Linked DNA regions of Zea mays: all the other regions are linked to region 1. The links are chromatin contacts, called in public Hi-C maps. All regions are on one chromosome and are shown on one strand. Each heading gives the region's core, a stretch centred on a gene start, on an enhancer-like site or on the middle of the called end of the contact. The rest is flanking DNA. Distances are from core to core; before and after follow the strand shown.

Region 1 (3,321 bases), core at 425-2,924:
TAATACACAAATTCATCCTTGACTTCCAAGACATTTCAGAAAGTTGGCCGCAGTTGTCTAACTAGAACCTCATTCACTCAATCTGATAATATGAACTAATTAAAAGGACACAAGACATCTGTAGAGTGTGGAGACACACAAATCTTCATCCAAGAGATTATCTAATCCACAGAACATGTGCCAAGAATATGAAACTATCAATTTCCAGCACACAGTGGTATTCACGATGAGAAGCCCACTAAATGTTGCACTCAGTCTCTGATACCAAACAAGACAATGCTCACCTCCTACAGTAGGCAACAGCAGATATCGCGGCATTATAAAGAACTACCTCACGGAAATCCCTTTCCAAGGGTAACCTTGCCACAATCTCCAAGACCACATCAGCCATGTCACAACGCCCAAGCGAAACAAAAGCCATCAACCATACCATTGATGATACTGGCACCGGCTGCTTCTCCCGCAGCCACTGGAACAGGTGTGCACAGCCCAACGCAAGCCCCTCGTTGGACATCCTCCACATTAATTCAATGCACTCCTCCTCGCTGAGGTTCCCGTGGCTGTATCCGGCCATGAACTCGGCGAATCCTTGTTCCCCCGCCGCAGCTGAGCACCTCGCAAAGGCTAGGATTTCGTCCATGGCTGCCGTGGTGCTGCAAACACCGCTTACCACTTCTTGGCATCGCAAAAAGGAGGTCGGGTCCAACCACTCGCATTCTTCATCGTCGTCCTCTTCTGCTTGGTATGGTTCCTCGCGCTGCGGTCGAAAGCGGCTGACAGGCGGGTCCCAGTGGCCCACCTCCTCACCACAGTCCTCGTCTTCATCCTCCGAGGCGCCGCATCGAGTCGGGCCCAACCAGCTGCCCTCGTCATCCGTATCCTCCCAGGTGCCGTGTGTGGCAGGTTCGCCCAAGCAGCCCACCGCCTCATCCCCATAGTCGCTGCCTTCGCTTTCTTGTTCTTCAAAGAAACTATGCGCAGGATGGGCGGCTGGGCGACTTCGAGGCCACCAGGTTTGGAATTGGGAAGGGCAATGAGAGTAGACGAAGCATTTGGAGGACGGATAGGCTTTAAGGGGGCTGCCAAGGTGGAGGGCGCGGAGAGGTGGAAAGGCGAAGGAGAAGGAAAGTAGCTGTTGGGCCAACAACAGCGTCATCCTGGCGAGTGGCAAACACGGTGGGAGCAAGTCACGGGCGAATCCAAAAGGCGCCGCTCGTGGTCGCCGATACCACGGTGGTGTTGCTCACGCGCGCGTCGAGGATCGGTGGAGAGTGTGCGGAGGAGGACTTAGATGCAGTGGCGGATCCAGGTAATTCCGAAGCCCCGGGCCAAACAAAAGGAAGGACGCTGCCCGCCACTGCTCCTCCCTGTCCCTAGCAGAGTCGCCACTGCTCCTCCCTGCCCCTAGCAGAGCCGCAGAGTGGCAGTTGCCGCTGCCCGCTGGGGTGGGCCGGTGGGGGGCGCCACCAAAGCCCGGAGACCGGGGCCCCAGACGCCGGCAGAGCCGCGGAGCGACGAAGGGAGAGCCGGACTGGACGAGGGCGCCCCGACGAGGTGACGACGGCGAGCTCCCGGGCGGCGCGAGCGCAGATAGAAGGATGGAGCCGTGCGTGTGGCGTGGAGAGGGAATGACAGACTGGGGCTATTTTGCCATCCTTTGCTATCCCAAACTCGTATATAACGCCAGTAAAAACTCACATATATAACCCTAGCAAAAGGTACAATAGCAAACAATCAAAACTCTTACCAACTACTTATACATTCATATTTGATAAAAATTATAAAGTAAATAAGAAGACAACAAGTTTGTTGTTTGTATCAGGGACTCATCACAAAGTAGAACGACTCCCAAACGTGATCAGGATATGACCGCGACGGTGAAGCTAATCCAGGCAGGCGGTGTTCGCCGGCGGCGCCGCGATGTTCCGGAAGTTCTATAGCAGTAAAGATGAAACGGCCGAGCCGATAAGCATCAGTACGACAGTACCCTATAGGAGAACCGAAACGTGGAAGCGACAACGTGAAACATGACCTTGCTTGCCTGGCCACAGTGAGACGGAGAATCAGCGGTGCGGCGATAAATACATGGCCACAGGGAGGTGCCAGTAGCTGCTCGAACCAGGGTACGTGGCTTCAAGACATAAACACCATGCATCCTCAATAGCATAGTAAAGCAGTGAACCTAGCCGATGGCGCTCAACCAGAGGCAAACAAACACAGTGGTCACCAGCTGTAGATAACCATCGAGTCCCCTTTCCTCAGATATTTGAATCAGCTGGAACCTTTCCCCATTTATCACCTTTTGAACCCTCTACCCAAACTACAACTCGAATTGACACAAGTGAAACACAACAGGCGTGGAGATCCTTTCTTCACTCAAAGACTGAACCAGTTTCAGTCACCTAAGCAATGTTCAGTTCACCACTTGCCTAACAGCTCGACTTGGAACAAAGTTTTCTCCCAATTCGAAATAAGAATAGGGAGATCCTTCTTCATAAGAAGTATTCCTCCACAATAAATCTCCAAGTTTGATGTAATGGCGATCCACCAAAAGTTCTAAGAATTAAGAATTAGAAGGGTCCAAAACTGAGAGGAATATGCGGCTTCTAAAAAATCAGCAAAACTGAATCACAGTTCAGATTATGAAACTGCACTCGGCACCAAACTGAACTTGAAACTGCACACCACACGCGTGACAGCGAAAGTTCAATCACATTTTACTCCACTTTTCATGCAGCACCAAGCCAAACTTACTAAATGAGATTTGTTCACCATTTCATGGGCTTCAACTCTTCTATATAAACCATAGCCCATAACTTCATGGATTAGCTACAAAGAAGCTCCAAAACTGCACTAACAACACTAAAATTCAGACTCAGTTTGTTGCACTAAGTCTGAAATCCAAAATCTGTCAACTCAGTTTGGACCGCTTTTTCTCCTAGTTTCATATAGCTTTAGGGCTATCACAGTTAATGAAAGTTGTTCTCTTATAGTTACTCTACAAGTTTGTTATAGCAACCTTTCTCAAAATGTTCTTTGATTACAAGTTACAGGGGCCCAAAAATAGGTAAACCAAACTGTTTTGAGTTGAATCCAAAAACTGAAACCAATCTAGAATCTGCAAATTACTCCAAATTTCTGTCCAAAACTTGAGAATCTCAACACATGAAAGTTGTTTGGTTTTGAACACTCTACGACTTTAGTATTTTGACTTTTAGCAAAATATAGCTAGATTTTGAATTTCACTTTTGGTGCTAGTTTAGGAGTTCAACTGTGATGGCTTTTCTCCAAACGATCTCTCAACTTTGATCCATCACTTAA
Region 2 (3,477 bases), core at 614-3,113, 350 kb before region 1:
ATGCCTAGAGGCCACTGGAACATAACAAATCACTCCAGGCGGCGCGACGCGAGCAAACGGCGGCCATCCAGCAGACTCAGCCGCTGCGGGTCCAGACGACGTGGTCCTGCGGCAGGAAGTGGCAGACCGGCACGGTGCCGGGCTTCACGTTGAGCACCTGGAAGGCGACGTGCTTGGGGTTCCAGCCGGACGTGTCGGCGTGGCACACCGCGACAGCGTCCACGGCCGTGCCGTCCCTGCCGAGCATCGACACAGAGTACGCCCGCGTCTGCGGCGTCAGGTGGCACGCGAACACGGCGTACGCGTACGGCTCCGCGTGGCAGGCCACGACCCGGCCGTCGTCGTCGGTGCCGCCGGCAGCGCGCTCCACGCCGGTCACCGTGTACTCCTGCTTCGGCGATCCCTCCTTCGCCACGACGGTCGACACGGCCCTCACGTGCCTGGTCCCGAGGCTGGCGGTGGCGAAGTCCACCATGGACTCCAGCGACGTGGCGCACGCCTTCTTCTCGCCCTTGGCCGCGGGCGCCTCGCAGTCGCGCAGCGTCTGCGCCATCTCCGCCGCCTCGACGGAGTCCGGGTCCACCGAGAGGCGGGCGAGGATCTCGGGCACCTTCTGTGAGGAGAACGGGATGGCCTCGGCCTCGCTCCGCGGGAGGAACTTGGTGCCGGTCGTCCCGGTGCTGGCGAACTGGACGGTCATCTTCTTACCGGGCCGGAGGTCCGTCTCCTGGAAGAAGAGCGCCACGCTGGGGTCGTCGTGCAGCTGCGTCTCCGACGCGGCGTACGTGTAGATGAAAGGGGAGACGTTGACGTGGACGGGCTTCTTTCCCGGGTTCACGTGAACGCCAACCCCGCCCTTGCCAACGCCGACCGTGGTGCCGCCCGGCTTGCCGTGCCCGGGATTGACGCCCACGCCCACGCCGCCTTTGCCAACGCCAACGGTTGTACCGGCACCACCGGCCGGTTTGCCGGGATTGACGTTGACGCCCACTCCGCCCTTGCCGACGCCGACCGTTGTGCCACCGGGCTTGCCGGGGTTGACGTTAACGCCAACGCCACCCTTTCCGACGCCAACGGTGGTGCCGCCGGGCTTTCCGTATCCCGGGTTGACGTTAACGCCGACTCCGCCCTTCCCGACGCCAACCGTCGTGCCGCCGGGCTTGCCGCTCCTGCCAGGGTTAACGTTGACGCCGACGCCGCCCTTGCCTACGTCAACCGTCGTACCCCCGGGCTTACCGTGCCCAGCATCGACGTGAACACCGCCCCAGCCGACGTTGACGGTCGTGCCGCCGCCGGCTGCGAACAAGCAGGGAATTGAAGAGGTGGCGTTGGCACGTATGTTTGTATGATGGGACAGGCACATGCCTATACGAAGTATCTTATCTACTGATGATTTGATGAAGGTCTGGAGCTGTCTGTTGTTATACCTGGAGCGGCGTCGAGGAGTTGGGAGAGGGAGGTCGGCATGGGAGTGTTGGGAAGAGCAGACTTCCAGTACTGATCCGGAGCACGAGCTGCATGGCTTCCTACCGATGCAACCTGCATGCAAACCACAAGAGTTATCCTTGCATCAGAGGTCGTCTACCTTATGTCAATACTAAGGTGTAAAGAATGTTAACATCTCTGAAACTGCTTCCATATACAATAACAATAGAAAAACCATACAAGTAGCAATCATACAACTTCATATATGTTAAGCTGAATCTTTTCAAATCCACATGTAAAGGCTGATGAAGCAAATCATGTGAGAAAAAGGTGCACAAGATGCATGAGCTGCGTGGCAGTGACTGACTGACCAATAGGAAGCCAAGTAGGCCGGCAATGAGCCTCTCCATGGAAGCCAAAGATGGCCAATGAGCGCGAGCTGATAGATGTTCCCAGTGAAAGGAGAGAGCGAGCGATGCAGTTGCAGACGATGGCCGTGCAGCAGGTGGCACTTGCCACTATTTATAACCAAAAGCAGGGAGTAAGTAGATTGGGAGTTGAGAGAATTAATTGGCATGAAAGGAGAGGGATCAATAATTCACCGCTGCTGCTCAGCTCTGAGGTACAGACAGCAGTTGCGGTAATAGAGTGCCACCACCGAACCACGCCGGGATCGGCCGGCTCCAAGGATTGCTCGGCGCTCGGCGGTCAGCAGGCACGTACAGTGGTAGCGGTATGGGCAGTAGAGAGCCGTAGCGAGACAAGACGACCGGGGCGGCCATGGGCCATGGCCCATATGGAACTGTATCGCGGCAACTCAACTGTCCCCCACCTGAGTGACTGGCTGATGCGTTATTGAATGCCCGTCACTGTCCCAAGCCGATGGGCGACGGCACCGGCCCAGCCTGCTCGCGTGCCGCGCGGCGAAGACGGTTGCGCTGGGAAACCACCTGCTAGCGACCGGCGGACAGCAGGTCCGCTGGGGTTCTACGAGCTAAACCAAAATTACTAAGGCAAGAGATCTAGCTTTTTTTTTATAAGAATGCAGTTTCTATTCCAATTTCTAGAAACTGGTTTTAGAAAAAAAACTAATTAATGGTGTTTGAAGCCAATCAATTTTCATAAACTAGTTTTAGCTAGAGCAGACAAGCTTCTTGATTTTTAAGAAACTCGGAATCCAGTTTATATAAACTGACTAAGAGACTGTAATTCAATACAACTAATAGTTAGTTGGTTCAAAAGTTACTAGTAAAATTAGTTGGCTAATAACGGAACTATTAGTTATAGTGTTTGGATGTCTTATACTAATTTTATTAGTAACTATTAGATCTAGTATATTTGAATGGGGCATAAACTTTAATCATTTTATTTTAGTACATGAGATCCAAACATGTCCTAGTCTTCACCGCGCGAACAACCATGAGTAATTAGTCTGGTTAGCCATAGCTGGGTTGAATTCTTTGTATTCAATATTTTCTTCCTAAAAAATCCATGTTTACACTTTTGATGGTCATAAATCCAATTTTACCAAATATTTCAATGTGGTAACCTACTACACCGATGTAATATAGCTCAGTGCAATAGATCATGACACCATACGACGCTGCTGTGGCAATCACTACTTCAGTGTCATAAACCATTACACAAATCTTGACATCATAGATCTTAACTCTAAGATCCCAACCCAGTCGCGTAGTCGTCTTCCTCTCTCTCGTTGCACGCTCTCTCCCCGCGTTTAGCAATTCTTGCCCCCGCCACTACCTCTCATTGTGTCCCCACCACCCACCTCACCTCCCCTTGTACTATTGTTGTTCGATGTTGAAAGGGAAATGTGCCCTCGGGCCATTTCTAAGTATTTTGGTGATTGAGTGCAAACACAAGTGCTTAAATGTGAATCTATGCTCATGGATGAACAAAGTGCAAATCACAAGCAAAGGTATGTTTCTATGTCTTAGTACATTGTTTTTGTGTACTAATATACTTGTCTAAGTATTGGAAACAGGAAGAAAAAGAAAAGGAATGAGGTGGCTGTGTACAGCCAAGGGGCTGTTT
Region 3 (3,299 bases), core at 519-3,018, 420 kb after region 1:
CTCAGGTGGTCCGACGCCGTGTCCTGGTCGCCCAGGATGCTCACCAGCGTCTGCACCGCCGTCTGGTAGTTCTGCACCTGCCCCGCGAACGGGATCCGCCCGCCCTGCATTCATTCGGTAGCATCGTCTGGCTATAGCTCAGCTCGTAGTGTTGGCAGTGATATGGTATGGATATGTGTATACATACCAGCTGCTGGCCGGTCTCGGCGCGGATGCCGGCGGCGGCGGAGGCGAAGTTGGCGCCGCCCAGGAGCTGGTCCGCGCTCGTTGCGGCGAACGGCGGGATGAAGTTGTCGAAACCCAGAAGTTGAGCTGTTGTGCAAATTGCGCACGGTGAGAAAACTAAACACGTACGCGCACCTGTCGTCCTGGTCGATCGAATTGAAGTTGTCGAAACACGTACGTCGTCTGCTTATTATTCAGGCACGAGTGGCTCGTGCAGGGTTTTCTAATAGTAGCAAGCATAACTGAACGTATAGTAGGCGGTGGTGTGCTCATGCATGGGAGTAGAGATGGCAATGGGTACCCGCGACCCGATACCCGATGGGTATTTACTCCATTAGGGTATGTATGTGGGCTAAATATTCTACCCGTGGGTCTGTTATTGGGCAAAAATCTTCACCCAATGGGTAAACGGGTATTATAACGTTCCACCTTCACCCATACCCGTTAACCCGTGGGTATAAAATACCCAATATAAACTTAGCCCAAGCATGAACTTAGACTTTAGTCATCCATCTTTTTTACTATTTAATAATCTTTTAGGTCATTATGTCATAGAAGGCTTAACGACAATTTAATGACCATGTAATGGAACATGTAATTCACCCAATGTGTGTTGAATGGATGGTTAAATGATGCTAGAAATTTTGTAATGGTATTTAGATGGATATACTTGATATTTGTATAATATAATATTTTGATAGATGTTTAATTTTTGTGGGTACGGGTGACCCGATGTGTGACCCATACCCACGTGGGTATGGGTATGGGGGTAAATCCATACCCACCAGTGTATATGGGTGACCCGGTGGGGTTATTTTTTTGTCGTGGGTATGGGTATGGGGTAGTAATACCCGGTGGGTATTTACCCATTGCCATCTCTACATGGGAGTGGATCTCTCCATGCATGTCACCATCTCTATCCTGGCTCCTGTACAGATCTACCTGCGTACGTGTCTCTATCCACCGACGCGCGTACGTACGTAACGTACTACGTATTAATAAATCCCAGGTCGGTCTACCTGCTCGATCGAGCTCGACCACGCATGCACACCGCCGCCGGCCTAGCAGCTGGCTATTAGCTGCTTACCGATGACATCGACGGTGGTGAGTCCGTTGGTGAAGCGCCCCGACGGGCCGGCGGCGAAGTCGATGCCGTAGGGCGGGTAGTTGGCGCGCGCCAGCGACACGATGTAGTTGTTGTTGCCGTTGTCCACCAGCGAGTCGCCGAAGATGAAGTAGCACGGCACCTGCGGGTCGCACCGCGCCACCGCCGCCAGCAGCGCCCAGCTCACGGCCGCCACCAGCAGGCACAGGCACAGCCGCCGCCTTTGCCTCGCCTCCTCCATGGCGCGCACGCGCGGGCCGGCGCCAATGCTGTCTGGCTAGCGACTGCTGCGAGCGAGCGAGCGTGCTGGCCGACTTGCTAGCTACTAGTAGCTACTACTACCTGCTCTCGTGGACGGGAACTTAAGCAGAAAAGGAGAGAGAGGGAAAAAGAGATATCGGCGGACCAATGGCGGGCGGCCAACGTCTGCTCCGTCCCTGCGAGTCACGCGGCAGTATATATAGGCAGCAGGAGCAGGGCGAGGACGGCGGCAGCGCGGTGGTGCAGTGTGCAGGGAATCCAGGGATGGAGGAGCTAGCGTAGCGAGTGCACGCACAGTCGCCGCCTGCACTGCACATAAGTGGCATGCAGCGCAGTGTCCAGCCGGCGTGGGCCGGGCGCGCGCTCCACACCGATCGAGCTCAAGTTGGAAGCGGAAGCTCTGGGAGCCGCCGCGCATTCAATTGCGGAAACGTGGCCATGTCGTTCCGCTGCCAGTGGATGTGCGCTCCCTCATCAGTCATCCCTGCTGCATGCCCTGGTCCGAGCCGAGGGACCCGATTACCGACGACGGTGGCGGAACTCAACTTTACTACCGGCCGGCCGGGGTTAGAACTTAGACGTACGGATCTAGTCACTTCATTGAATTCCCCAGGCCAGGCCAGGCCAGGACACGGCCACGTACGCCCAATGCAAGGCTGATGATCCCAGTGAAAGACACACAAGTATACCACGCAAAAGAAACAAAAAGGCTTTCTACCGACAGAAAGCAGCGCAGCGCATCTCGGGCGATGTACCACGCAACGCAAGTGCGTCGAGAGAGGCACGGCGAGGGTATCTCCATTAATGTCGGTAGGAGGAAGGAGGTACTAACGACGTCAGAAGAGAGCTCAAGCTCCTTCAAGCCGAAACGCCGACGGTACAGCAGCCCCACCCCTCTCCGAAAAGAAAAGAAAAAAAAAGAACCATTTTTTCTGTGCCCGACGCAGCCTGGCCCCGGCCCCACCTGATCCAGTGAGCTGGCCGGCATTCCGCGCCGCCCAGAGCGAGCTCCAGCCTCCAGCCTACAGGCGCACATGACGCGCGGGCGCGGGGGGAACCTGCCGCGGCGGCGCTTTACTCCTCCCAACCGCGGGGGCCACCCGCGCACGTCCCAGCCCTAACCCTCTCGCTGAGTTGCTGTGCACGCGCACGCACTCTACAGCATTCTGACTAACTAAACAACAGACGCCCTTGCCCTTCCCTTCCTAGCGAGCATGGCGACACGGCCATTTCGGTGATCCAAGGACGCGTGTTTAAACGCCTATAGTCGTGAGAACAAGGAGGAGGGCTGCGAACTCGCAAGGAAGGTTCACCGGGCGTCGGGCGATCTGCGTGCGCGCCTAGCTAGGCGCGCAGCCAGCCAGGTGTGCATGCATGATTCGGTTTGGGTCACGGAATTTACGACCGCGCGTGCCAGGCTCTTCCAGTCCACGGGCAAAAATCAGAGCGCATTCCGCCGGCCTAGCTGCCGCTGGTCCATGCCAGCCTCGGCGACGTCTGGTAGCATCGACTTCTCAGAATACGAGCACAATCCATGTACTGCGTATATATAGGTAGGGTATTGGGAGACACCAGGACTACACCGTAGATACTACGTCCTGATTTTTTTTCCCTTCAATAAATAAAACGCTACATCCTGCTGCTACCGCAGCATTATGGAAGTCATGCTGTACACCGACGGATGTATACTGCAGCGGTCGTGCATTTT

Evidence for each region. Hi-C and Micro-C count contacts between places; a contact is called where the count stands out from the background.
Region 2: a Hi-C map of ear shows a contact between it and region 1, with 3 times the contacts expected there. The contact joins the promoter of LOC100273184 here to the promoter of LOC103651237 in region 1. A contact is called at or near these places in 2 of 25 Hi-C or Micro-C datasets (ear and leaf).
Region 3: a contact with region 1 is called in a Hi-C map of leaf mesophyll, with 5 times the contacts expected there. The contact joins the promoter of LOC100283607 here to the promoter of LOC103651237 in region 1. A contact is called at or near these places in 2 of 25 Hi-C or Micro-C datasets (ear and leaf mesophyll).

The regions. Positions count from the first base shown.
Region 1 is chr3:206,008,549-206,011,869 of Zm-B73-REFERENCE-NAM-5.0, forward strand. It overlaps LOC103651237 (pentatricopeptide repeat-containing protein At5g50280, chloroplastic), which reads right to left and starts at 1,675. Exons shown (of 2, transcript XM_008676855.2): 1 at 285-1,675. The coding sequence starts at 1,156.
Region 2 is chr3:205,662,227-205,665,703 of Zm-B73-REFERENCE-NAM-5.0, forward strand. It overlaps LOC100273184 (BURP domain protein RD22), which reads right to left and starts at 1,864. Exons shown (of 3, transcript NM_001147629.1): 1 at 1,797-1,864; 2 at 1,428-1,539; 3 at 1-1,296. The coding sequence starts at 1,835. The coding sequence ends at 77.
Region 3 is chr3:206,432,080-206,435,378 of Zm-B73-REFERENCE-NAM-5.0, forward strand. It overlaps LOC100283607 (anther-specific proline-rich protein APG), which reads right to left and starts at 1,769. Exons shown (of 4, transcript NM_001156508.2): 1 at 1,313-1,769; 2 at 188-312; 3 at 1-104. The coding sequence starts at 1,571.